Regions from separate parts of the Mus musculus genome. Here all the other regions are linked to region 1. The links are chromatin contacts, called in public HiChIP or PLAC-seq and promoter capture Hi-C maps. All regions are on one chromosome and are shown on one strand. The core of a region is the stretch at or near the end of the contact, and the rest is flanking DNA. Distances in the headings are between cores, read along the strand shown.

Evidence for each region. Promoter capture Hi-C pulls out the DNA fragments that hold promoters and counts their contacts. HiChIP or PLAC-seq counts read pairs in DNA pulled down with a chosen protein or histone mark.
Region 2: an H3K27ac HiChIP or PLAC-seq map of SST interneurons shows a contact between it and region 1, with 5 times the contacts expected there. The contact joins the enhancer-like site here to the promoter of Plxna2 in region 1. A contact is called at or near these places in 4 of 39 promoter capture datasets (the 3T3-L1 cell line, the C10 cell line, hippocampal neurons and 1 more) and 9 of 115 datasets of contacts at active chromatin or transcription factors (SST interneurons, astrocytes, differentiating embryonic stem cells and 6 more).
Region 3: an H3K4me3 HiChIP or PLAC-seq map of embryonic basal ganglia shows a contact between it and region 1, with 9 times the contacts expected there. The contact joins the enhancer-like site here to the promoter of Plxna2 in region 1. A contact is called at or near these places in 12 of 39 promoter capture datasets (the 3T3-L1 cell line, the HPC-7 cell line, cranial neural crest and 6 more), 2 of 484 Hi-C or Micro-C datasets (cerebral cortex and forebrain), 14 of 115 datasets of contacts at active chromatin or transcription factors (VIP interneurons, craniofacial prominence, differentiating embryonic stem cells and 9 more) and 2 of 9 other capture datasets (embryonic stem cells and pancreatic islet).
Region 4: a contact with region 1 is called in an H3K4me3 HiChIP or PLAC-seq map of forebrain, with 8 times the contacts expected there. The contact joins the enhancer-like site here to the promoter of Plxna2 in region 1. A contact is called at or near these places in 1 of 484 Hi-C or Micro-C datasets (cerebral cortex) and 13 of 115 datasets of contacts at active chromatin or transcription factors (SST interneurons, VIP interneurons, astrocytes and 9 more).
Region 5: an H3K4me3 HiChIP or PLAC-seq map of embryonic basal ganglia shows a contact between it and region 1, with 4 times the contacts expected there. The contact joins the enhancer-like site here to the promoter of Plxna2 in region 1. A contact is called at or near these places in 5 of 39 promoter capture datasets (frontonasal cranial neural crest, hippocampal neurons, liver and 1 more), 1 of 484 Hi-C or Micro-C datasets (cerebellar granule neurons) and 7 of 115 datasets of contacts at active chromatin or transcription factors (astrocytes, embryonic basal ganglia, embryonic forebrain and 4 more).
Region 6: a FOXA1 HiChIP or PLAC-seq map of pancreatic cancer cells shows a contact between it and region 1. The contact joins the enhancer-like site here to the promoter of Plxna2 in region 1. A contact is called at or near these places in 3 of 39 promoter capture datasets (the 3T3-L1 cell line, cranial neural crest and hippocampal neurons), 2 of 484 Hi-C or Micro-C datasets (muscle stem cells and uterus) and 9 of 115 datasets of contacts at active chromatin or transcription factors (astrocytes, embryonic basal ganglia, embryonic forebrain and 6 more).
Region 7: a promoter capture Hi-C map of liver shows a contact between it and region 1, with 2.8 times the contacts expected there. The contact joins the enhancer-like site here to the promoter of Plxna2 in region 1. A contact is called at or near these places in 3 of 39 promoter capture datasets (the C10 cell line, hippocampal neurons and liver), 1 of 484 Hi-C or Micro-C datasets (cerebral cortex) and 6 of 115 datasets of contacts at active chromatin or transcription factors (embryonic forebrain, embryonic hindbrain, embryonic limb bud and 3 more).

The regions. Positions count from the first base shown.
Region 1 is chr1:194,618,014-194,621,377 of GRCm38.p6, reverse strand. Plxna2 (plexin A2) reads right to left here and starts at 1,549. Exons shown (of 32, transcript NM_008882.2): 1 at 981-1,549.
Region 2 is chr1:193,628,395-193,631,758 of GRCm38.p6, reverse strand. No RefSeq gene overlaps it. Among named protein-coding and RNA genes, the nearest start is that of Gm31870, 25 kb to the left of the region's middle. Within about 2 kb of position 1,653, at least 4 of the 459 cell types and tissues checked have an H3K27ac peak or open chromatin away from gene starts, as enhancers often do.
Region 3 is chr1:193,670,040-193,673,403 of GRCm38.p6, reverse strand. The region is part of intron 1 of Gm31870 (a long non-coding RNA gene); the gene reads right to left. Among named protein-coding and RNA genes, the nearest start is that of Gm31870, 16 kb to the right of the region's middle. Within about 2 kb of position 1,518, at least 21 of the 459 cell types and tissues checked have an H3K27ac peak or open chromatin away from gene starts, as enhancers often do. A contact at or near this core is called in embryonic basal ganglia, forebrain and hippocampal neurons, where this site is marked.
Region 4 is chr1:193,750,399-193,753,762 of GRCm38.p6, reverse strand. No RefSeq gene overlaps it. Among named protein-coding and RNA genes, the nearest start is that of Gm31870, 97 kb to the right of the region's middle. Within about 2 kb of position 1,767, at least 24 of the 459 cell types and tissues checked have an H3K27ac peak or open chromatin away from gene starts, as enhancers often do. A contact at or near this core is called in SST interneurons and forebrain, where this site is marked.
Region 5 is chr1:193,789,177-193,792,540 of GRCm38.p6, reverse strand. No RefSeq gene overlaps it. Among named protein-coding and RNA genes, the nearest start is that of Gm31870, 140 kb to the right of the region's middle. Within about 2 kb of position 1,745, at least 2 of the 459 cell types and tissues checked have an H3K27ac peak or open chromatin away from gene starts, as enhancers often do. A contact at or near this core is called in embryonic basal ganglia, where this site is marked.
Region 6 is chr1:193,869,245-193,872,608 of GRCm38.p6, reverse strand. No RefSeq gene overlaps it. Among named protein-coding and RNA genes, the nearest start is that of Gm31870, 220 kb to the right of the region's middle. Within about 2 kb of position 1,703, at least 27 of the 459 cell types and tissues checked have an H3K27ac peak or open chromatin away from gene starts, as enhancers often do. A contact at or near this core is called in muscle stem cells and pancreatic cancer cells, where this site is marked.
Region 7 is chr1:193,932,218-193,935,581 of GRCm38.p6, reverse strand. No RefSeq gene overlaps it. Among named protein-coding and RNA genes, the nearest start is that of Gm31870, 280 kb to the right of the region's middle. Within about 2 kb of position 1,476, at least 11 of the 459 cell types and tissues checked have an H3K27ac peak or open chromatin away from gene starts, as enhancers often do. A contact at or near this core is called in liver, where this site is marked.

The sequences.
Region 1 (3,364 bases), core at 300-2,799:
AGAGAGTTAATCTGTCTGTGATCTTGGATCTTCACTGAACATTCTTGCCCTCAACAACTACTCTCCTTTCCAGATGGTAGGGACTGACCTGTTCTCCCAAGTTGCACCCCCTCCCTCCCCCCAGCTTTTTCTCCCTCTTATCTCTACTTGAGCTATTTGAAGAGATAGCCCTTCCTAGGGCAAGGGTCATGTTAAACAGGTGGGCATTTTTGAGGGCCCTAGGAATGACATTTTCAGCTTTTGACATACAGCTCAAGATGAACATTTACGAAGACTACCTATGAGTAAAAGAAACTGGAATTTTCTAAGATCCTATCACTTCGTGAGGTAGGGCAAAAAAGAGTACATGGAGGGAAATGAGCTTTAAGGAGCCTCTTGGACTCTGGACAAACTCCCACTTCAACCAGCACCACTGTTGCTCAAACCAAGGGGGCTGGCCCCAGCTGGGCACTATGCCATGGGGGATGGGGACAGGAACACTTAACTACAGTGCTTCCAAACCGTTCTCACAGATTCCCGGAACGCACGCAAAGGATGCCTTCTCCTTCCCGGTGATTCCCAGTCTACTGAACCACTGGAACAGCCAGCGGCCACCCGGGACTACACTGCCTGGTGAACGCCCCCCAACCGGCCTCCGGCCATAGTCGCTCCAGGCTATCTTGCTAGTGCCACGGAGGCCCTCTCTGGGCTCCAACCCTGGGACGACCTCGTCGCTCAGGCGCTCCCCAGAGCTGCAGACAGCCGGCAGGTGCGCGCTATAAGCGCGCCACGGAGCGCCGGAACCACCAGAGCCGCTGGAGTCTATGGCCCGGAAGCCTGGACAGGAGACTGCAGCTGCGAAAGTGGCGGATCACGCGCGTATACTCGCCGCCACAACCAAGCCGGGGCCGGGGCCGGGACCCCAAGGGGACCTGAGGAGGCTGCGCCGGAGGAACCGCCGCGGGAGCGCGCTCGGGGAAAGGGCGGAGGGCGCTGCTTACCCAGCTCGGCAGTGTCTGTCTGTCCCTGCGTCCCCTCTTCGTCCGCTCAACTGGCGGTTGCCCAGGGCAGCGTGCGCCCAGTCCTGCCTGACGGGAGTCACACTGGCAGCCAGTTCCACATGTAACCCAGGATCATTAAAATCCTCGGCCCGCGCCGGCCGCTTGCCTGTATTCCTGGGGTGGCCCCCGAATGGTTCCTCGCGTCTTCGTCCCAGTCGCTTGTGCGCAGGGACCCGGTTGTGAAGGGGCGTGGGGTCCCGCAGGGTCCCTCCGGGGCGGCTCAAAGCCGGGTGTCTTCAGTTTTCTCCAGCACGACTTTCCGGGCTGCTCTGACATCAGCGATCCCGCGCTTCCTTCCCTTCTGCTCCTGGCTTGCTCGGCCCTATTTCCTCCAGGAACCGCTGCCAGCTCTGTCTGCGACCGGGCCCATAAGCTCCCCGCGGCTCCACGGCTCACGGGTCCACCAGATCTGATCGCTCGTCTTCAGCTGAAGGATCCCAGCAGCTGCTCCAGCCGCCCCCACTCGGCTCTGCGCGGACAGTGCTGCGCGCAGCGCGGCTCAGCTCAGCTCCGGTGGCGGCGCCCTCAGCCGGCCTCCTATATTACCGCTCAGCTCATTATCATAGAGGCCGCGTTAACCCCCTCCCCGCCCACGCGCCCCGCCCGCGCAGACCGAATACCCTAGCTGGTCCACCCAAGAACCCGGCAGAGCTACGGCTCTGCAGGCGTTCTGCTCGCTCAGTTTGGACCACCAGACACTGTCAGTAGTCAAGGGCCCAGAAAGGTTGTACCAGGGTCTAGGGACTCATGTCTTGGGGCCTGGTAAGCCAGCTGGCTAGGCTTCGGGAGGGGATCAGAGTGATGAGAGCACCCCATCCCCTCGCGTGGCGTCACCTGTCACCAAGCAAAGCCTCCCCTCCTTTCTCTTCACCTGTGAGCTAGGGGTGAGTGTGGAGGGACATATATTACTGATGGGCTTGAGATGGGGTGTCGGATTTCGGAACAGCAAATTTCTCTACCCTACAAATTCTAGAAAGCCAACGAGCTGTCAAAAGAGGTTTGAAGTTGTTGATAATTATTTCTACATTTTAAAGAGGAGTCTGGCTTTGCATCTCCGGTTTCCTGTTCCATTGGAAAAGGAGGTAGGGGCTGACTCGGGTGGGTGCTGTGGAAACCATAGTACCAGGAGCGTTTGCATTATCCAGACCCGCGAGCCCGCCTCGTACTGGAGGCAGAGGGTAATGGCTAGAAGATTAAGACAACTTTAATATCCCCAGAAAAGAGGATTTTTCAGTCCTGGTTGCTTCCGCGCTCACGGGTCTTGATTCCTTGGTTCGTAGTCTGTGAATCTGCAACTGCGGCTACGGCTTTCCCGCGAGGGCCTGTGCAAGCTATACCCCTGCAAGGTCTCAGGGTCTTCGAATTCCCCGATGGAGATTGAACACACCGAGTTTACTCAACACATCAAAGTGTCTGACAAATGTCCCCTACTGCCCTCTTGTGGCCATACTCTTCACCGGTATAAAAAGAAAGAGGGATGTGGGATGCTTCTGAAAGCATATAAAAACAGTTGACTGAATTCTCAGTAGGAGAGAGAGAGAGAGAGAGAGAGAGAGAGAGAGAGAGAGAGAGAGAGGAAGAAGAAGAAGAAGAAGAAGAAAGAGGAGGAGGAGGAGAAGAGAAGAGAAGAGAAGAGAAGAGAAGAGAAGAGAAGAGAAGAGAAGAGAAGAGAAGAGAAGAGAAGATCACTTTCATCAACTATATTAGAGACACGGGATTTTGGGATGTAGAGTTGGCTGTTTGGTAGTTTGGTTGGTTTGGTTTTCTTCACTATGTATCTCTGGCTGTCCTGGAACTCCTTACTACAAACCATAGTGGCTAAGACCTCACAAAAATGTGCTTGCCTCTGCCTCCCAAGTGCTAGACTCAAAAATATATGCCACCACACTGGATACCTGGTCCAATTAGCTATTCTTAAAAACAAAACATGGTTACCTCATTTAAAAACTCTTAAATTAATCAATTCATTAATTGCCTAAAATTTGTTTCCGGTAAGTTTCACTAGCTGTTGCCAATTTTGTCCTTTGGAGCCACAAAGAATCTGAATTCTGTGATGCACACCTATCTTGTCCTTTGAATTTATGTAACATTTATTTTTGATAAAATGCCCAGTGATTCTCACATTTATTCTTCCTCTATTATTGTTTATGTCTGCATGTGAGTGTGTCTTCCCTCTTTACACAAATGATCGTTATTCTTTATTTCTGAGTACGCTGGATTGAAGGCACAATTTGTTAAGGAAGATAAAGGGAAGGTGCTATCAGATTCTGTTACACTTTTGCCATGTTTTTAATGAGAGGAACAACAGTCTAGCCAGCTTCCCC
Region 2 (3,364 bases), core at 404-2,903, 990 kb after region 1:
GCCCTGGCATTCCCCTGTACTGGGGCATATAAAGTTTGCCTGTCCAATGGGCCTCTCTTTCCAGTGATGGCCGACTAGGCTATCTTTTGATACATATGCAGCTAGAGTCAAGAGCTCCGGGGTACTGGTTAGTTCATAATGTTGAACCTACAGGGTTGCAGATTCTTGAGTGTTGGGTAGTACAGAATTTTTTCTTTAGGGTTTTTCACTGTTCCATCCATACACTGATAACATTCTACTGTAGCTACAAAGCATTAAGTACCATCCCAAATGTATATCCTCAATCTCAAGCTATACTTGAACTCTGGACTTACACCCACATCTAACTTCTCCATGAAGCCTCTACCAAGACAGTTCACAGGCATCTCATACTTAGTGTGAGTTCCTGACAGCTTGACACCAAGCCTCCTCCTCCTCCTTGGACTCTCCCTTTCTGTATTTTTAAGTCAAGCTAAATTATTCAATTCATTTTCCATGCCCCCTTACCCTCTCTGTGACATCCCAATAGTGGGTCTATCAGAAATACTGAATTCAGCAGGTCATGCATTTGCTTGTACTGTCTGTGCACTCCATTAGGATACAGTTCAGCAAGGCAAGAGTCATTGTCCTCATCCCCACATTCCTCCGCATCCTTGGCATTTGGAAAATGGCAGGTACTCAACAAAAATTTGCTGAACCAAATTCAAACAAAATTTTTTTAAAAAACAAAAAGGGAAAAAAAGGAATGCACGGGATCTCGGTTCTACCTGCTAGATAAATAAGCTTAGAGAGTATTTGCTCTCACTGAAGAGTGAATGCAGCTTTTCATAACCATAGAAATATGCCTGAGGCAACTAACTGCACTGAGTGTACAGAAAGGCTTGCTTAGCTCACACAAAGTAAGTGCAGATCTGACACTGGACAGTCACATTGTTTTGGCTTCTGGGGAGGGTGGTGGGTACACAAAAGATTCGAGATCACCTTTCAAACTGAAGCAGAGAGACTGTGAGGGGTGGAGTCCCATGAGCTCCTCAGGGGCATACCACCAAAAGCCTAAGTCCACCCACTAGCCACATCTCTGAAAGATTCTGCCTCATTTCTGCTACATTTAGACTCCAGATACAGTCCTTTGGGGACAATAAAAGTACAGTCAAAAGCCAGAGTAATAGGTAACAATGTTGTTTTCTGAAGTCAAGCATTTGATACTTCTATGAGAAATTTATATTCTTCGACCCCATGAAGACAGAAAATATATCAAAAGCATCCTGTCGAGCATGGAAAACTTGTGAGTGGACAATCTTCTCTGACTGAATATTTGGATCAAATTCTCCCATCTGCTACAAAATAAAATACAGACACAAACTTCCCCCTAAGGAAGAATGGTAAAGGACAAACCAAGAAACTGGGACACACAGTTCTATCTGCAAATCTCCTTCCATGTATATATTAAATGGCACTATTTGAAGAGATAAGAACTATTTATAAAAGCAATTTTGTGCCTTTCCTATAGCATATGAACTTAAATTATGTCAAGTATGGTATGTAGAAGATTAAATGTAGCATTAGAGCTGGAGTATAGGTATTGAGGATCTAGTCAGTGGTAGAATGCCTCACAGAGGCAAAGCTCAGGGTCTAGTCCCCAGAACTGGGGATAAAAATAACCTGAGTACAACCAACTGTCCCAGACGAGATACCAGAAGTAACTGCTGGAATGTGGCCAGGTTATTTCAACTCTTGGTCTAGGGGAGAGTTTCTGATTGCAGCAACTTCTGGGATAATGCTTTCATGACCCTACAGTACTCACACAAATTTACTGGTCATCCCACTTTACCAAAGAAGAAGGTGGCAGTCTCTTTCCCGCACTTAGGTTCTTTGAAAGGAAGAGAGAATCATAATTGCACACATAGATAATATTGCCATCTTAGGCTCTGTGTGGAATCACATCTGAGACATTTATGGTCTCCCTCAGAGTGATTCAAGAGGCAAGTTTAACAATAAATGTCAACTCCTGTTACCTGGAGTGCTGTACACAGATCACACAAAAGTGGAAAGGCACCATGCTTCAGGAATAAAGTGAATTCTACACACACTGAGAAAACCAGAAGCTCAACAGGTTCTCTAGACCCTGCTTTATACTTCAGTCTTTGTGTTTGAATTCAAACTGGTCAAAACTATCTGAACTCATGGAGACCAAAAGCACCTAAGCAATTAAACCAGAAGGTGAAATGTGCTGGTGCCTAGGATATGTGTGTAAGTTCAAGGTCCTCTGAGATGCAGTCATCGAGACTAGATAAAACATGACAAAGAAGCTCTGTCAGTGGAAATGCCTAGGTGGGGAAGACAACAGGGAAGGCAGAGTACTGTCAGACTTCAGGAAGAATCTGAGATATGCACATGTGTAAACACACGTGCACACATATAGGAAAGTTGGTTAGAAGGATCTTGAGACACCATGAAATCCCAGGATGGTATAGCAGGGCCTCAGGGGTCATGAAGACAAAACCAGAAGTTGTTCTCTCCCAGAGGTAACAGATGGGCACCACTATCAGATATGTGGCCCTAGCATGAATGGAGCAATGGGTTCAGCAACTGGTGTCCTTAGTTAACCTTCCTCCCTGGATCTGAGGTGTGCAAGGGACATCTCCTCAACTGGCTCACTATAGCTTCCAAACAGTGTCAATATAGTTAGTAAGGCATGTCTCCAAAGTACATAACAGTACTCTTTACACCTTTTAAACAAGAAATTAACAATCCCCAAAGAGCTAATTAGTGGTGATTCAGAAAACAACTGTCCTACCTTCTGGCTGTAGAGTCTGCTTTTCTCCTCTTAAGGAGCAACATATCTCAGAACCAGAGTCAAGCAGCACTAAACCCTCAAATTCTGAGCATCAGAGGAAAGCTCTAGCTTGATCCTATGAAAAGTCATCACCAGTCCTCAAACAGGCACTAAATGCATTTCCAAGGGCTATCTTATTATTAATACTAAACATATCCCTTAGTTAAAAGGTAGGAAATGTCTGAAGGGTAGAGCTAGTAAGGTTCAGCCAGTTCCAATGCCCTGATCATGATAAATGCCAGGTGCTAATGCCTGGGGAATGAGAATACACCCCCAGAAGAGTATGTACAGAAAGTCTTCCAGGTTGGTGACCCCCAAATTAAAAGAGAACAGAAGAGGTCAGCTGTTTCTTCGATAAACAGGGCCAATGCACACAGCTTTCAGCAAGAAACCCACAAGACCACTTTGTCCCAGGTATGTCTGTAGGTGAGTGAGATAAGCCTCCGTGGAATAGAGAGTGATTTGCTTACTTTTTATTCCAAAGGCAAGTTCTAAGAAGAAAGGAAACTACTAAGGATGCCTAGCAAGGAGTCAGTCCATATGTGGAGG
Region 3 (3,364 bases), core at 269-2,768, 950 kb after region 1:
TGCCACCCAGTGGCCATTGATCACAGTACACACCTATGTCTACTTACCCAAAAGCAATTTAGTGCTGGTGAGCATAGGTTAGAGGAGACAAAGAAACTACAACCTCTCGACCTTTACTCTTGGGTGTCAGTAGCTACTCCTTAAGCTAACACTAATGGTGGCACAATGAGCAGAAGAAGTCATTTTGTTCTAAAATGGAAAATCTGTTATGTTTTTGTCTTAGGTTGCCATTGCATGTGGTACTGTGTTAGTTACATACAGTCATTTTCAGAGAAGCACATGTTGACATTGAGTATATTTTCTCTCTTTGCAGTGTCTTAAGACACTATTTTCCAGGTTAGAATGCATGCATGGCAGATGAGTAGAGTTAAGCACATGCTCTGACCAAATGTAGAGCCAGACAATGCAGCTGGGAGAAACTTCTGTGCCTCTGACTGCCTGGAGCCACACAGGCATCCACCAAACCAGGTCAGAGCGCCTTAGGCACATCGTGTTCAATGCTCGCTCTGTACACCTCAGCAGAGAGCAGGCTTCAAACTCACCTGGCCTCCTTTCCTCCCTGGCTTCAAAACTCCACAGAGACACCATTTAGGTTTTTGGGAGGGGGATGGTTAGGCAGTCTCCTTCTATTTCTCTAAATGTCAAATGAAGTCCAAGAGAAAGCAATTAACAGATGTCTGCCCAGCAGACAATGTGGGAGTTCCAGCAGAAATGAGTGAGGCATCTCTTAGCATATCACAGGGTGGCCCCGTTTACTCCCCATTACCCAGCTAAAAATAGCTATGCTGCTTCCTTAGCCCTCTATCTTCATTAGCATCTGTCCCAACAGGTTAGGTCTCCCCCTTGAAAGCCTTCTTAAACAAGTAGCAAGGGAGGAAAACTAAATTCAGACGCCGCTCCAGTGAGAGTTTCCCCAGAGAAAATGTCTCCTTGCTCCTTGAGATGAACTACCACCAAACAGTCCCAAAGTTTAACCCCAGTCGGCACCCATCGCTGAAAGGAAAACAACCAAATTCTCCTGGGGAAGAGACAGGGATTCTTTAAGTGAAAGATGGTGTGTGATTAGAAACCACAATGTTATTTGCACCATTAAATGAGCAAATCACGAAGCATCTCAAATGATTAATTTCTCACAGGGGCTGTCAGTGGGCTGTCACCAGCTGACAGTCCTGTCACAGTGTCATTTATAATGTCCAAGTCTATTCCCCATCAATGCCATTAAACAATTATACTTGGTTTAGAAAAAGAAGGGGGGAGGATGGGGAGGAGAACACACATGGACAGCCATGTGAGGTGCTGGGGCAATTAGATACTTTGCTGCTGCTGGGTGGCAATTCCAGCCAACAGTTAAATCTTACTTGATTTGTTCATTTAGGCAAATTATCAATTATTTGGAAGCAGCATCAACCTGGGTAATTTCTTTCTCTCCGCTGGCAGCAGTCATCATGGCCTGCCAGGACTGTTATCCTGGGGATGGAGAGACTTTGATAATTAGCCCGCAGCTCTGCTCTGGCTCTCAGACTCCATCTGGTGTTGTCTTCATCAGCGCTGGGCATATGGGTGATGTCATAGCTCTGTGAGCTCTTTTAATAAAGGTTGCTCTTGTAATGAATGAGTGTTCTTTTTCCTCCTTCCTTTTAAATATTTTGGTTCTTCCCTTCTACTTGAAATGTCCTTCTTACTACACTGGGCACCCACTCATGCCACAGGGTCTCCTGTCTCCTTTTATAAAATGAGGCTGTTTTGATGGACATGTTCACCAGATACCAATGTTTAAGTGGTCTTCTCTGATTACCATGTAGCACAGACAGGGATATATGGGAGTGCCAGGATCCAGGTAGCATGGGTGAGAATGCCACCCAAGCTTGTGAGGGCAGAAAAGATAGTTCAGAGATTGTCATTGCTATAGAACTGTCTTCTAGAACAGAGTGCCTGTGGCAAAGACTGGAAAGGATCAGTTTCCTTCGGTGCTGCAGCAAAGCCAGCAAGGCCCTGAGCCATTTATCAGAAAAGATTCTCCTGGAGAATGTGGTCTGAACTGTTGCCATGTAAGTAGTGTCTCCTTGGGTAGATGTGACCCTCTCCTGGCACAATCCAGAAACTAGTGCATAGCTATGCTTGGTTCATTTGTATGATTTTGACTCTTGTTGGCATCTGGGGTAGACATCTGTTGTTTTTGCCTGCCAGTATCTTTCCTAGTCTGAAAATAAGATTCCCATTTTTCTAAGGAGACTTGTTCCTTGCTCAGTCTCAGACTATATTCTTTGAGTAGGCCTGACTCCACTCCCCATACCAAGAGTGTGCATCTAGCTGAGACCCAAGCAGAAACACATCTTGTACCCTGCCATGAAAGTAAATCCAGAAAACTGTTATAATAGAACCCCTTATCCCAAGCCTTTTCTTGACATCAAAAGTTCTGAGTCGGGGAATGTTGGGGACTCTCTTGCAATCTCAAGAGACAAGACTTTGAATGAGGTCCAGACAGATAGGCACTGGGAGTTACCTACATACATTCTCTGGGGTATGTGATAGTTCATTTTGATTGACAACTTGATGGGCTGAGGCACTCCTAGGAAACCCATAGAGCACATTGCTGGGTGTCTTTGTGAAGGTGTTTCTAGAGAGAATTAACTGAGAGAAAACATCTATTCCACGTGGGTGGCACCATCCCACAGTCCGAAGGTGCAAATGGAATCAAAGAGGAAAATAAAATAAAAAGAAAGTGTTCCCCCACTCCCACCTAGCCACCATGATATTAACTACTCTGATCTAACACCCCCGCCCTGCCATATAATAAACTGAAACTCTAAGACAAAACAGATCTTCCTCCCTAAAGTTATTGTACTTGGTGTGAGTTCTCACTGAGAAACTGGGTCATTGTGTTATGCCCAGATTACAGAAACCCCAAAGACCACCGAGGAGCCGATTTGATGCACACAGGGGTCTTTTATCACAAGTTCGAGTAAGGACTCTCCCTGTCTCCAAAGCAATGGAAGCAAAATGAGAGCCTTGAGCTCTGAGGAGGTAAGGTTTTTATATGGGACACAATTTTCCACATTCTGATTGGTTAGTATTTCAAACTTATTTTTCTGGCAGGAACAGAAGGAGACTGTTACAAAGTGGTCACAAAGGTCACCCTTCATGACTGCTGAGTCACTTATAAGTAAGACCACCTGACCCCTTTAAGCAAAAAAAAAAAAAAAAAAAAAAAACAGGTTTCTCCTTATTGGCTGTTGCTATGGGAGACAGCTGTGATCTCCTGCTCAGGCCTGCTCAGGTTTGTGGTTTTTTTCCTGGGTCTAGGGACCTGTGGAGGGGACAGGAGGGGATTGGTATGTGCAGGGGGCCTACATTCCAGAACTAG
Region 4 (3,364 bases), core at 518-3,017, 870 kb after region 1:
TGGAAAAGCAGTCAGTGTTATTAACCACTGAGCCATCTCCCCAGACCCCTGCATTGTGTTTTAAAACTGTGAAATCTACGCTCTGAAAATTTTGAAAGGCTAGTTCAAAATTGTCTATCCCAAGCACACTGTCACAGAATTGATCTAGTAGTATGTCACCTTGCATACCTGAGTCTATGTGTACTGAGCAGAGAAGTTCTATGTCCCTTCACCCTAGGCCCTGTAAGCCAACCATCTAATTTCTGATTTTATGTGTCTAATGAGGTTGGATGTCTTACATAAGTAGAATTATTCAGTATACTCTTGTGACATGTGATCATCCATGTAGCTTCACATGACAAGATTTCCTGAATATGCCTATGCATATGTGTACATTTACATATGCATATTTATGTATGAATATGTATGTGTGTGATATAGATCATATATTATGTATCATAGATATCACATATATGTCATATTACATCATACATATACGGCATTTAAGTTGCTCCCATGGCGCATTACTTACTTTTCATGCTATGAGCAGAATGCCCAACAGAAATAGCATAAGAAAGGAGATGCTTGCTCTGACTTACCATGGCAGAGGCGCAGTCTGTCTAAGTCAATTCTATTGCTATGAAGAGATTCCATGACCACAGTGACTCTTACAAAAGAAAGCATTTAATCCGGCCTGGCTTACACTCAGAGGTTTAGTCCATTATTGTCATGATGAGAAGCATGGCAGTACACAGGCAAACCTGGTGCTGGAGAAACAGCAGAGATTTCTGCATCTCAGAAGGCAGTGTGGGGAGGGAGAGGCCCTGGGCTTGGCTTGAGTATTTGAAACCTCAAAGCCCAGGCCCCAGTAACACACTTCCTCCAAAAAGCCACACCTACTCCAGCAAGGCCATGCCTCCTCCAACAAGGCCACACCCATATCCGTGCCACTCCCTGGTGACCAAGAATTCAAATCTATGAGTCTATCGGGGTCATTCTTATACAAACCACCACACAGCCCATCATGGTGGAAAGACATGGGAGTTCATGTGGAGCTCATGGTTGAGGAGCAGCTCTGTGCAGCAGAGGTTTATTCACTTGACACCAAGCAGGAAAGAGAGACAGAAAGACAGAACCAGAGGTAGACAAAACCTCAAAGGCCTACCCCTAGTAACCTGTCTCCACAAGTTTCAAAGGTTCCTAATTCTTTAGAATAGTGCCACAAGTTGGGGACCAAGTACTCATACAATTAGCATGTGGGGAACATTTCACAATCAAACTATAATATTCTACCTAACTCCCAAAGGCGCATGGCCATCCTATAATACAAAACAAATTTAGTCTAAAACCAAAAGTCCTAAGTGTCTCAGCAGTGTTCAAAAACAGTGTCTCCACTGGGACTAAAAGCAATCTTTTCACTGTGAGCCTCTAGGAAGTCAGAAAGTTACATACTTCCAATATATAATGGCACAGAGTCGAGTCGTGTCGCAATTACCATCCCAAGAGGAAGGAGTAGGAGGGATAGCAAGGAAAGACTGAACTTATCAAGGCAAACAATTCTATAGCCCAGCCCCCGTGGACTTGCCATTTGCAGCACATGTGGCTTCTCCCTGGGTGCCTGCAGGATACCACAGAAGGTATCACATGCTGCTGGCATCTCCAACATCCAAGGGTACAATCATAACTTGGATTTCATCCCAGGCACTTCCTGCAGGGAATTCAACCCTACTGCACTTTCTTTAGAACCTTCCTGAGTCCTGCATTATGTATGCATGCCCTCACCAGCAGCACCGTGTGGACAAACCCCCCTTTCTGCTGTCAGCTTGAGCTGTCGCTAGGTTCCCTTGGACTACAGCTGCAGCTGAATCCAGAAAAATACTTCCTTATATGGCTCCGTGCCTCTCTGCCATCAAACAGCCCAGCTTCTCTCTCAGTATGCTCCTTGGTTGATTCATGTGGTCTGGGTTAGGGGTCGTGAGACTGAATATAAAGGGAAAATGAAGAGGACGTGGGCTAAGGAAAGAGTCCTACACCGTAGAGTCTGGCTGAAGTCTCTCAACAGCTGAAAGTTATGAATTCCAACACAATTGCTAAAATTTGCTTTGAGGCTGTCTGCATAGAGAAATGTCTTGAGAATGAGTGATAAACTAGCATGGAATTGAGTATGCTGAGGATATATATATATATTTATGTATATATATATATATATATATATATATATATATATATATATATATATATATGCCTTTCAAGCATGGCCTATCTTCTTTTCCAGCTCTAAACATGCAGTTTTCTGAGAATCTCACAAATAAGACTATGCTCTTCACTTACAGTTTTAAAGAAGCCTTAGCTTACTTGTGAGTCCTTGTATTCTATGGTTTTACCAAATAAAAATGGGGGTATAAGGAGATTCTTTAGAAACCCTTTGAGCAAAGTAACTTCAGAAGCCACAAAATCCAAACATGGTGTCCTGGTTTGCTTTCTGTTGCTGTGATAGAACCCTGATCAAAACCAACTGGGGCAGGCAAGCATGGGTTCATTTTCCACTTTGCAGACTACAGTCTGTAGTAAAGAGACGTCAGAGCAGGAAGCTGGAGGCAGGAACTGAAGCAGAAACCATAGAGAAATGCTACTTTCTGGCCTGCTTCCCAGGACATACTCAGCCTTTCTTACACAACTCATTGCTACCTCAGGAATGGCACCACCCACAGTGGGTTGGACTCTCTCCATATAGATCATTAGGAGGCCCCACTTTCAGGTGATTCTAGCTTCTGTCGAGTTAACAGAAGGATTAATCAGCACAGATGGCAATGGCTACGACTTTTCAGCGTGTCTCTCTTTTGAGAAGCCCACACCCACACTTGGGTAGGTACTGTCTTTTGCTAGGTACCTCCTGCTATTAATGCCGATGGATAAATCCATGTAAAAGTCTCTTCATCACAACCTTAAAACCTATTTTATACTGTCTCATCCTGGAATTGTCTTCTGCAGTGATTCAAGAATCCAGCTTTGCCTGAGAGAGCTAGAACTTCTCACACATTAGATATAGCAGCCAGCATGGAGCTAAGCCTCCATGACCACTCCTACTGCCACTGACAGCAGCTTAGAAGCTTCAAAAAAATGACAGATGAGGAACTGTGTCCTAAGAATGACATTTGATCCACAGTCAAATTGTCCCTCACCCCTTGCTACTCACTCCACCAGCTGCAAAGAGGCAGCAATAATAGGCTCTGTGATTATTCTAAATGGGCTCTATAGTGTGATCAAAAGTTTTTAAAATCAATAGGCCCTAACTCACTTTACTTAAAAAGGAATGCTGGGATTACATGACAGTTATGGTGCCCATGGGAGATTATAATCATCACTTGGAATAAACAACTGGAAG
Region 5 (3,364 bases), core at 496-2,995, 830 kb after region 1:
AAATTTTAATCTAGAATATTTTTCTCGCCACACAAAAACCCTACCTACCATCATGTGCACCCCAAGACGTGAACCAAAATGTCCCTCAGATTTTAAGCCCTCCTCTCACACTTTTAAACTTTTTTGAAAAATTATCTTTAGTCTTTTTTTTTTACAGTCCAGTCATTATCCCCCTCCTGCTCTGCCCTCCGACAGTTCCTCATCCCATTCCTCCTCTCCTGTCTCCAAGAGGATGCCCCTACCTCCCACCCCACCCGACCCCACCAGGCCTCCTCACTCCCTGGGGCCTCAAGTCTCTCAAGGGTTAGGTGCCTCTTCTCTCACTAAGGCCAGACCAGGCAATTCTCTGCTGTAAAAGTGTCAGAAGCCTCGTATCAGCTGGTATATGCTGCCTGGTTGGTGGCTCAGTGTTTGAGAGCTATCAGGAGTCCAGGTTAGTTGAGACTGCTGGTCTTCCTATGGGAATGTTTTCCAAACTTCCACAACCTTAACTTCAGCCACACATCTCTAATCTTAAGCATCAAACATTTTCAGCTGCTTACATTCCCAGAAGTCACCATTTTGCTATATGTGGTAGTTTTTGGAACTTGTCTTCTCTGGCTAAAATGCCATCCACTGGGAAAGTCCCACACCTTCCACCATCTCTGGCTTTCCTGATCTCACTTGCTCTCTGTAGTTTTTCCTCTTTATGGAAGGAGTTCACAATCCTCTGTAGCCTGCCCATATTTGAGTGCCCCATTCTTGCACGGTTCTTGGCATGTATCAAGGCTTTAAAACATTGCAGTCTTGAAGTAAACACCACATTATCTGAAATGCTATTTTGCATGGGACCATATTATCTTAGTCTGTTATTCCTCTCTGTCTAGGCTTCTTGCGCGCGCTCGACTGGCCAGGAAGAACGACGCTGCAACAGGATCCTTCTGCACACGTTTATTGGGAGAGCTTGATTGTAGAGGCGAAAAGACCCCGAGCCCAGAACTGGTGCTGCTTATATAGGCCTAGGAGAGGCGTGTCTCACATCTGATTGGTTAACTTGTCTCTCTTCTTGGCAAAAGAACCTTCACTGCCTATGTATGTGTGATGGCCAGCAGTAGCCAACTGCCACTCTGCAACGGCTTCCCACATAGGCTTCTCAACAAATTGCCCATACTTTGGAGACAGAAGGGACCTGGGTTTCCTTTTGTGTCTCTTCTAGCACTGCATCTTTGCTGGATAGTTAGGTATCTGCTGTAGTTTTCGATGTACAAGAAGGTAGAGACAGGTTTGCTTCCAGAAGAGAGTAGATCCCTAGTTTCCTGTCCTGAAAGAGGACAGTGGCCCTTCTAAACTCGGGAGAATTATACAAGGGTGACCATATCCCCGTCCTTGCCAGAGGACCTGAAAAACATTGGAATCCATGCGCATCAGGAAGAAAGACCAAGTTCTACATTCAGTTCAGTAGCTGTGCGGTTTTCCTAGCTGCTTCATCGAGGCCATTGTGCTGGCCCCTGTGGAAAGGTCATCAGCTTTCAGCAATTGCATATATTTTGCAAGTGCTAATAGTGGTGGAAAAAAGAAAGCAAAAATGGGAAAAGAAAAACAAAGAAAAGTGTGGGGGTGCTGGTTTGAGGGGATTTTATCTAATTTCATTTTAATTAGATCCTTTTTCTAACTGAGTTTCTAATTTTTCAATTAGCAATTAGCAGCTGCAGCTCATTCTGAGAGGCACGAGGTGCCAGAGACACTAATTACACCACAGGAGGAGGAGGAGGCTGGAAATGAGAAATAAAATTATCCATGAATGTTATTAGAAGAAAGGAATGATTACTCTCTGTAATAATATACTGATGTGAGCCTAATTAGATTGAAGGGTTCAGAGGGAAAAGATGAGATTTAAAAGTGGATCACATTTAGATGCCTTGAGCTCATAAATTTGCGATGAATATTGCCTTTGGGTGTCTCACTTGAAAACAGGTTTGTGAGCCCGGTGATGTTTATGTCAGGTTGTTCAGCTTGACCCCTGTCCCTAGCAGCTGATAGCAAAAACATCAGTGACTTCTGAAATACCAATACACTTTCTGTAAGGCATGTGTCTGATATTTAAAAACAAACATTCACATGCACAGACATAAACAAACAGTAAAAATAATACTTAGGCACCCAGAGGTACAGAGCAAAAAATGGCACCATTGATATTGGAAGCCAGGGTGGAATTTTAGCAATGAAACCAAATGTTGCATAGCTTTGCAATCCGTCTGTTCCATTCGTCCCCTCCCTTCTGTGAGTCTTGAGCCTGTGGTCAGGTTTTCTAGGAAGAGAGGACCTGTGCTGATGACTCTTCCACACTGGAGGCTACTCCAGTGAAGAGTGTAGCTATTAATACAGCTGCCCTGGAGACAATATGTGTTCTCAAAGAAGGGGGACTCAGGACATCCAAATATGGAATCCATCCTCAAGAGCCATTCTTTATCAGTTGGTAGACTGGTCTCTTAGATTTCTAGAGACTAGGATTGTGGTTGACTAGGATTATAGTGGCCCCTGGCAATGTTAAGGCCTCTAGGATATTCTCAGGACCTTGGTAGGACAGTAATAATGGTCCTCACTCCTTCCTGGCACTGGAATAATTAGAAGCCTTTGAAGAGAGGCAGAAAATGCCTCTCAAGATCCCCTCCAAGAAGCCTTACTCTCTGGACTCCAGAATGCCCTGATCTGTCAGCTCTGCCTTTTTCCTTCTTTTAGCCATTTTAAGTGATGCATTATGTATCAGACTCTGATCTGTGATGAGTCTCTAATTCTACCTGACCCCCTCCCCACTGCCCCTACTCTCATTCTCATCCTATGTGCTTCTGGGCACTCAAATTCAATCAGAACCTCTGCCTAAGACTCCTCTCAGCACTTCCCCGCTCGGACCGTTCCCTGTGCATATACTCCTTCTTGTTTGCCTTGGCTTCCTATCTAGTCCTCCCCCAAACCCCAACAAAGGTCTTTGCACAGGTACTTCAACCTCTGTCTTTCTGCAGAGTTAACTGGACTATCATTCCTGCTAGAACTAGTTCTCACTTGTGCTTGATTTGGAAGAAAGGCCAAGCTTCTTTGCTCCCAAGTTCTGCCCCGGTACGTATTTTAGATATAATGTTTCCAGCTTCTGGTTAAATATCACATGCTACAGCCAAGTTAATGATTTAGCTCTATGCCTGGCTTATACCTTTCCCTTGTATTGATAACCTCTCATACCCATTTCCAGAAAGTCAACTCCTACCTGTTCTCAAAGACTCAGATTGACTGCAGTAATATCTTAAATCTCCCTGTGAATGATGAAAAGGCTGCTAATTTTCAAAGCAAGTCCACCTCCAGATGTTTGCCATAGCCTTAGCATTGCTTCTCA
Region 6 (3,364 bases), core at 454-2,953, 750 kb after region 1:
CTGCCCAGAAATAAGAAGTCCCTGGAAGCAAGACTCAGGAATTCATAAGTGAAAGGGCCATTAGCATCTTGGGCAGTGAGAGAACATGATTAGACTGGCATTTTAGAAATACAGCTTAAGCCAGGCAGTGGTGGTGCATGCCTTTAATCCCAGCACTCGGGAGGCAGAGGCAGGTGGATTTCTGAGTTTGAGGCCAGCCTGGTCTACAAAGTGAGTTCCAGGACAGCCAGGACTATATAGAGAAACCCTATCTCGACCCTACCCCCACCCCCAAAAAGAAATACAGCTTAGTGTTGGTTACCCTATGGGACTCATGTGACCTAGGCAAGATCTTTCTGCATTCAAAAATGATCTCATGAATTAATAAATTGTAGTAAATTAGAATACTTGACGACCCCAGCCCTGCTGAGGTCAATGACTTTAGAACACTATGACAGAGTAACACGTGTGCTGGTTTTATTTTTGCTGGGTTGCAGGCAGGGCCTGTGGATTGTGGGTAGAGTTTGCTGCCTTACTTGATCAGTTGTGGAATAAAGTCTTCATAGACTGGAGAAGTCTATGAGCATACTAAACACAAAGACAAAAACTGGAAGCTCTTATCCAGAAGGAAAGCATTCTCTTCTGCCTACATTGAACTTTTGTAAACTGCCTGATCTTTGCCCAGCCTGCCTTTCTTACCTGTGAGGGGTATGGAGCTGCTATTTGGAATCTGTCAAAGCTGTAGCGAATATGGAGGGCAGCATAGCAAGGTCAGGGAGAAAGAATCTAACATTTGACAGAGGCTGACCCCCGAGTATAGAGCAAATCATTTGGCTACTAGCTCAGAATGCATTTTAAAAATACAACAAATACAGGTTTGGGGGAGTAAAATATAATGGTCATCGACTCACTTCTGTTAATGTTTGCAGAAACGGGTATCACACCTGTCGGTAAAATGTATGCTGAAAAGGTGCTGAAGAGATTATTAGCACACCAAGAATTTTCACACCCAGACTGGAGATTGGGAAAGGAGAAGTAACAAGATTTAGGGAGGAAATTTGGAATAAGAGGCTGAGTGAGACAAGATCAAAGATGTTTTGTGAACACAAGTAAGTCACACAGAACCAGCGGGAAACTATTCCCAGTGATATTTGGGGATATTTGTTTGTGATTATCCTATCTTTTAAAGAAAGATTTCCTATTCACAGCTGCCACCATTTTATTAGGATACCCCAAAACTTGAAACTTCCTGATATCTGAATTAGTCTTTTTCTGATTACACACACACACACACACACTCCCCAAGTCTTGCGATTTACTTGACTTAGCTCCCAGTTTTAAATGCTCAGGCATGATGTCAAAATTAGTTTAGCGTGACCTCAAGGCATGGAAAAAAACAAAACAAAACAAAACAAAACAAACAAACAAAAAAAAAAAAACCCCAGAAAGGTAAAGAGTGTCTACAGTGTATCCTGAAGACAGCCTTCACAATGACCTAAAGGCTTCCCACTAGATCCTACTTCTTAAAGATACTCCCATCCCTTTAGCACTGCCTTGCAGGGAAACAAGTTCCCAACACATACAAGTTTGGGAAGAGTGAAATCTGATCCAAACCACAGAAAAGACAACATCTTAGCCAAGTTTACTCCACTGTTGCCAGCTGGTCTCCCTGACCTGGTTTTATACTCTTTGCCCTGTGTTGCTCCTGCTTTGGTATGAAATATGTCTGACTCATCATATCACGGGGCACTTGGGAATTCAGGCCTCCATGCGTGTCACTGTTGAGATGTGTCAATATAAACAAAAGAATAGGAATAGCCAAGAGCTAATAAAATGATTTTTTGGTTCTCTAATGATAGCAATTAAGTCAGAAGGATTGCTTCAAAGCACCTTAAAATTCCTAAAGGACGGGGGCTGGTGAAATGGCTCAGTGGGTAAGAGTACCCGACTGCTCTTCCGAAGGTCCGAAGTTCAAATCCCAGCAACCACATGGTGGCTCACAACCATCCGTAACAAGATCTGACACCCTCTTCTGGAGTGTCTGAAGACAGCTACAGTGTACTTACATATAATAAATAAAAAAAAAAAAAATTCCTAAAGGACAAAATTGCTCTGCCCCAAAGGCTGTGAAGTAAGATGAGCAGTTGCCTAACTTTGAAAAACATGCTACTCGCATTAGGAAACACTAGTCTTCCTTCTTCCTGCTGCCCTTGGAGTCAAGGAAAGGACACTTTGCTTGCTGAGGAAAATACTAAGCAGGTGAAACAGGTGATCCAGCAGGTCTTCCACAGTGGTAACTATACATCATCTAAATTTTCTAGAGCAGTAAAGTAGACTAACGGAAGATAAAGGGGTAAGGGAGAGTAATGGGCTATGTCAAGATATGCTCAAAATCTATTATATACTTGTATGTAACCCAATATAATACACAGTGACAAATAGAGCAGCGTGGTTAAAGGGCATGTTGTCTAACCTTCTGTGATACCTGGGTCTCTGTCTGTGGCTTCTTACTCATGTTACTGTACTATGTGCAAGTCTGGAAGACACAGAGTGCATATCAGTGCACACACTGCTAGTGGTGTTTGATGTCTGCCACTTTAGGAACCAGGAAATAGCCATGCAATGATCGTCAATTAATTTCTTTAAATCACTTTTTATCAGCAGACGAATCTTTGCAGGTCTATAAACTGCTACCACTTTAGGCAAAGGTAGTTCTAATTCTCCATTATTTTGCTGTAATAGACCTAGTGATAGCATTTACCCTACCAAGGGGCACCTTTTCTGCAGCCTAGCTCTGCACATGGAGAAATAGGCATTATAAAGCCACTCTGATCTGGCTCTGCTCTGTCCATCCATATATAGAGCCTTTGGTGCATTTAAATTGCTTTTTGCAGCAGTTGAAGGGATCAATAGCTCTTAGACTCTTTAAGGAACGAATAATATACAAGATGGACATTTTAAGCTCTTTAGAAAATATATTCATGAGGTCATCCTGTTTCCCTTGGTACCCAACTTTGCTAGTGACATTTATTAATGTTTTTGCAGCAAACAGGAGGTGGAGTCCTCTAAAGGCTCTCGTCTCTGTTCTTCCAGAAAATATTGATTTTATTACAAGAATTGGGGGTTGGGCAGTGTTAGAAAAAAATAGATGCTCAAAGAAAAAAAAAGAAATCTTACAAAGGATAACTTAGCTCAAAGCTGGCTTGACAAAGTAACATTCTCTAAATTGCTTTGTACCACTTGATAGAGACAATTTCTTCTGATTTTCCCTTTGAACAATTTCATACCCTTTATGAGAACTTGCTTTAAGAATGTTATGTTCCTAATGGTAATACAGGACTTTCCACTGAATCTTTGTATTGGCGAGAGAGGACAGCTTCACACC
Region 7 (3,364 bases), core at 227-2,726, 690 kb after region 1:
TCTTTTCTTTTCTTTTCTTTTTTTTTTTCAGTCAGCTTTTCTGCTTCTCTGTTCTTATGAACCACAGCTTGAATAGTTCTCTCTGAGTGTGACTAGGCCTGAAATCCAAGGTCCATCCAGATAGCCAGAATGGCAAAACACTTTCCCAGTACAAATAATTCACAACCTATTGCCATGACAGAGAATAAATCACACACTGAGGTTTAAGTCTGGCATCTGAATTCCAACTATTGAATTGGGCACATTTTCACCAGATAGCTTTGCAAGGGGCCTATGGTGTCAACTACCAGGGTCAAACTGTTAACCAGATAGAAATTACCTTTCTGAAGTGGTTTTAAGCATAGACCTCAAGAGGATATCTCTATATATAGTCTTTAGTACGATGAATATTAATTGGCCATATTCTGGTGTCTAAAACTCTGAACGAAATGTGGGAGTCCATCTGTGGGAGTGAAGTTAGCCTGCATCATCTCTTCCACACAAGGTGAACCAGTCTTCATAGCACCTTCACAACTCAGCAACTTTCCTGAGCACTGAACCCACGGAACCAGATCTTGGCTCTGTACTATATATACATCTGTCTTTTTTTTCTATCTAGAGATAAATAAGTAATCCCCTCCAAGTTCAAGTCTTGTGCTATCCTATTTTCAGAAAAATGGACATGAAGTTTTCCTTGATACATGGGTATGAGAGGCCTTATCTGTGTCTCCGGATACATAAAGTGCATGTTGTTCCTTCATTTCTCCACACTATCAGGCCAAACAGGGAAGACATGCTTCCTTACCTCCAGTTTATTGGGCTGAACAGGCTCAGGAGATGACTAGAGAGATACACAATGCATCCAAACTCTACTGGGCTTCATTCAGAGAGATGTCTGCTGACACACACTCTTACCTTTGCTGGATGTACTGCAAAGAGTTTCTGCTTACACAGGAGCATTGGGAAACCCCAAACTCCCTGGACTTGTGGAATTTGCAGTGCAGGCTCCCAGAGTCAGCACTGACCCAAACCTCTTAGCTTATCTGTCTGCTGCCCACATATCTTAGGCAAATAGCCCTGGGGTAGAGGGGAGAACAAACACTGAAGAGAGAAAACAAAGATGCTTAGCACTGTGACTTGGGTGTATTAAGCCAGTTAATCTTACACAGGCAAAGACTGAGGAGCCTGAGCAGAGGTGGGGGTAGTGTGGGGAAAGTCACACAGGCCAGGCACCATACGAGGGCTGAGCTCTAATTTAGCTAGAACAGCTAATGATTTTAATGATTTGTTGTGATCTCAAAACAACAGTTAAACGATAAATCCACACCATTCAGGCTTTTATGATGCTTGGCTTCATTTAGTAAATAGTGTGGGTTGGGGGCTTAGGTTGAACATTTGAGATTATTTTGTTGTAAAGACACCCACATTTAAATAATAAAAAACCAAGCGCCAGGTCCCCAGGAGCAACTGGCTCCCAAACCCTGTGAAGGTGAAATGGAAAGACGTCCTTGAAAACAACCCAAAGGTTTGCTCAACTGCCTCTGCTGTGTGTTCTGGGCAGAAAGCAAACAAGCACAGAAAATTGAAAGTTGATTGTTTTCCATCTTAGTTTGAGGCTCCAGTCCAGGGGGAGAATGCAGTTCCTGGTGTTTTGATACTCTGGGGGAAAGTCTGATCATGCCTCTAGATTGAAAAGCCAAAGAAGTTCCCACTGCTGTATACAGAGGCAAGTGTCATGTTTAGAGTTTTCTTCATACAGTAAGGACCCAGAACTGTCAAAATAATGACCAGGAAATTTGACAATCTGGAATCCTCTACTATTAAAGGCTTACATATATCTGTGGCATGTTGAACGCTATGATTTAAATAAAGATTCTTAGACCCTTGATAGAATCATCAACTAAGAACCCAATTTACCCAAACTTTCTTTAATGTTTGTTTGTTTGTTTGTTTGTTTGTTTTTGATTGATACTGGCTTTTTCTGGAAAGACAGCCTACCCTGTGGTAGATTAACTCAGAAAATTCTGGAAAATTTGAGATGCCCATACCCCAGGTGACACTGTCTATAGATAGTGGTTCTATTGTCACTTCCACACCTTTAACCCTTATTCTGCTGACTCTTTCCTTCCTATTCTAAACTTTGAAGTTCATCCCATTAAATCATGTCCTCTCATACTGTCCTCTACAAAGATCAAAATGATGAATTAAGGTTCCTTGTTGCTTGATTTTTAGCCCTTTTAAAGCTCCTGCTCCTTCGTTTGTGTGTAGACTTGCCTGTGGAAACTAGAGGCCAACATCAAGTGTTTTCATCAGTTACAAGCCACTATATTTTAAAAACTAATTTGTCTCAACTGTTTGACCAGTGATCTCTAAGGATTCTCCTGTCTCTACCTCTTCAGCATTGGGATTGTAGGTGTATGCCACTACACACAGCTCCATACACAGTTGCTAGGGATCAAACTCCGGTCCCCATGCTTGTAAGGAAGACACTTTACTGACTGGCCATTTCCCCAGCCCTTTTGTGGTGTCCTCTCCAATACAACCTGTCACAATTCTTCTTGATTTCAGCATGCAGGGAACAGTGTTTTCCATATCCATTTGCTCTTCTCAATATGCCAGTCCTCCCGGGACCCCAAGGTCAATAGCTACATCTCTTCCTTGGTGTAAATGTAAAACATTCTGTAATCCAACAGTACTCTTCTGTCTTTCCAAGACATTCTCAATCGCCACAGCTTCACCAATCCTTCCCTCAAAACTTGCCAAACTACCCTTGAAAGTCTATTGAGCCCATGAACTTCAATATCTTTTACTGTTTTGTGGAATTATTTTCTTAGCATGGGCTTAAATTCCATGATGAACAATTATCATCAGCCCCCTGCAATAGTCTCTGTGCTCTTTTCTCTCCACCATAATCACCCAGCAGAAGTCCATGCAAGCATTTAAATGTTTCTGGGGAAAAGTATCAAATTTTGCTAAATATATTCATGACCATAACTAAGCTCTTGGTTCTCAACACAATTTTCTGCCAAAGTTTTTTTTTTTTTCTTTTTCCCTCTTCTTTCCTAGGTAGCCATTTCATTCTTTGTTGTCTTTTGTGATTTCCATTTTTTCCTCCCCACTTGTCTTTGACAAATGACCTTGGTCTCTTCTCAAAGAAGACACCAGAATGTATCAGAAAAACATTCCCAACCACTTACCTGCACCCACTGTTGCACATGTGGCCTGAGTGAACTGTCCCTGAGCTTGCCAGTCTGCCCCTCCCCACTTGTCTCCTGCAGATCCTCTTAGCTCCCACTTAGATCATCAGATGGCCTCTCATGAGTGATAGCTCCTGAAATGACACAATCATCCAAGAATTGCTAATCACTTCTAACCAAAGCTAGAG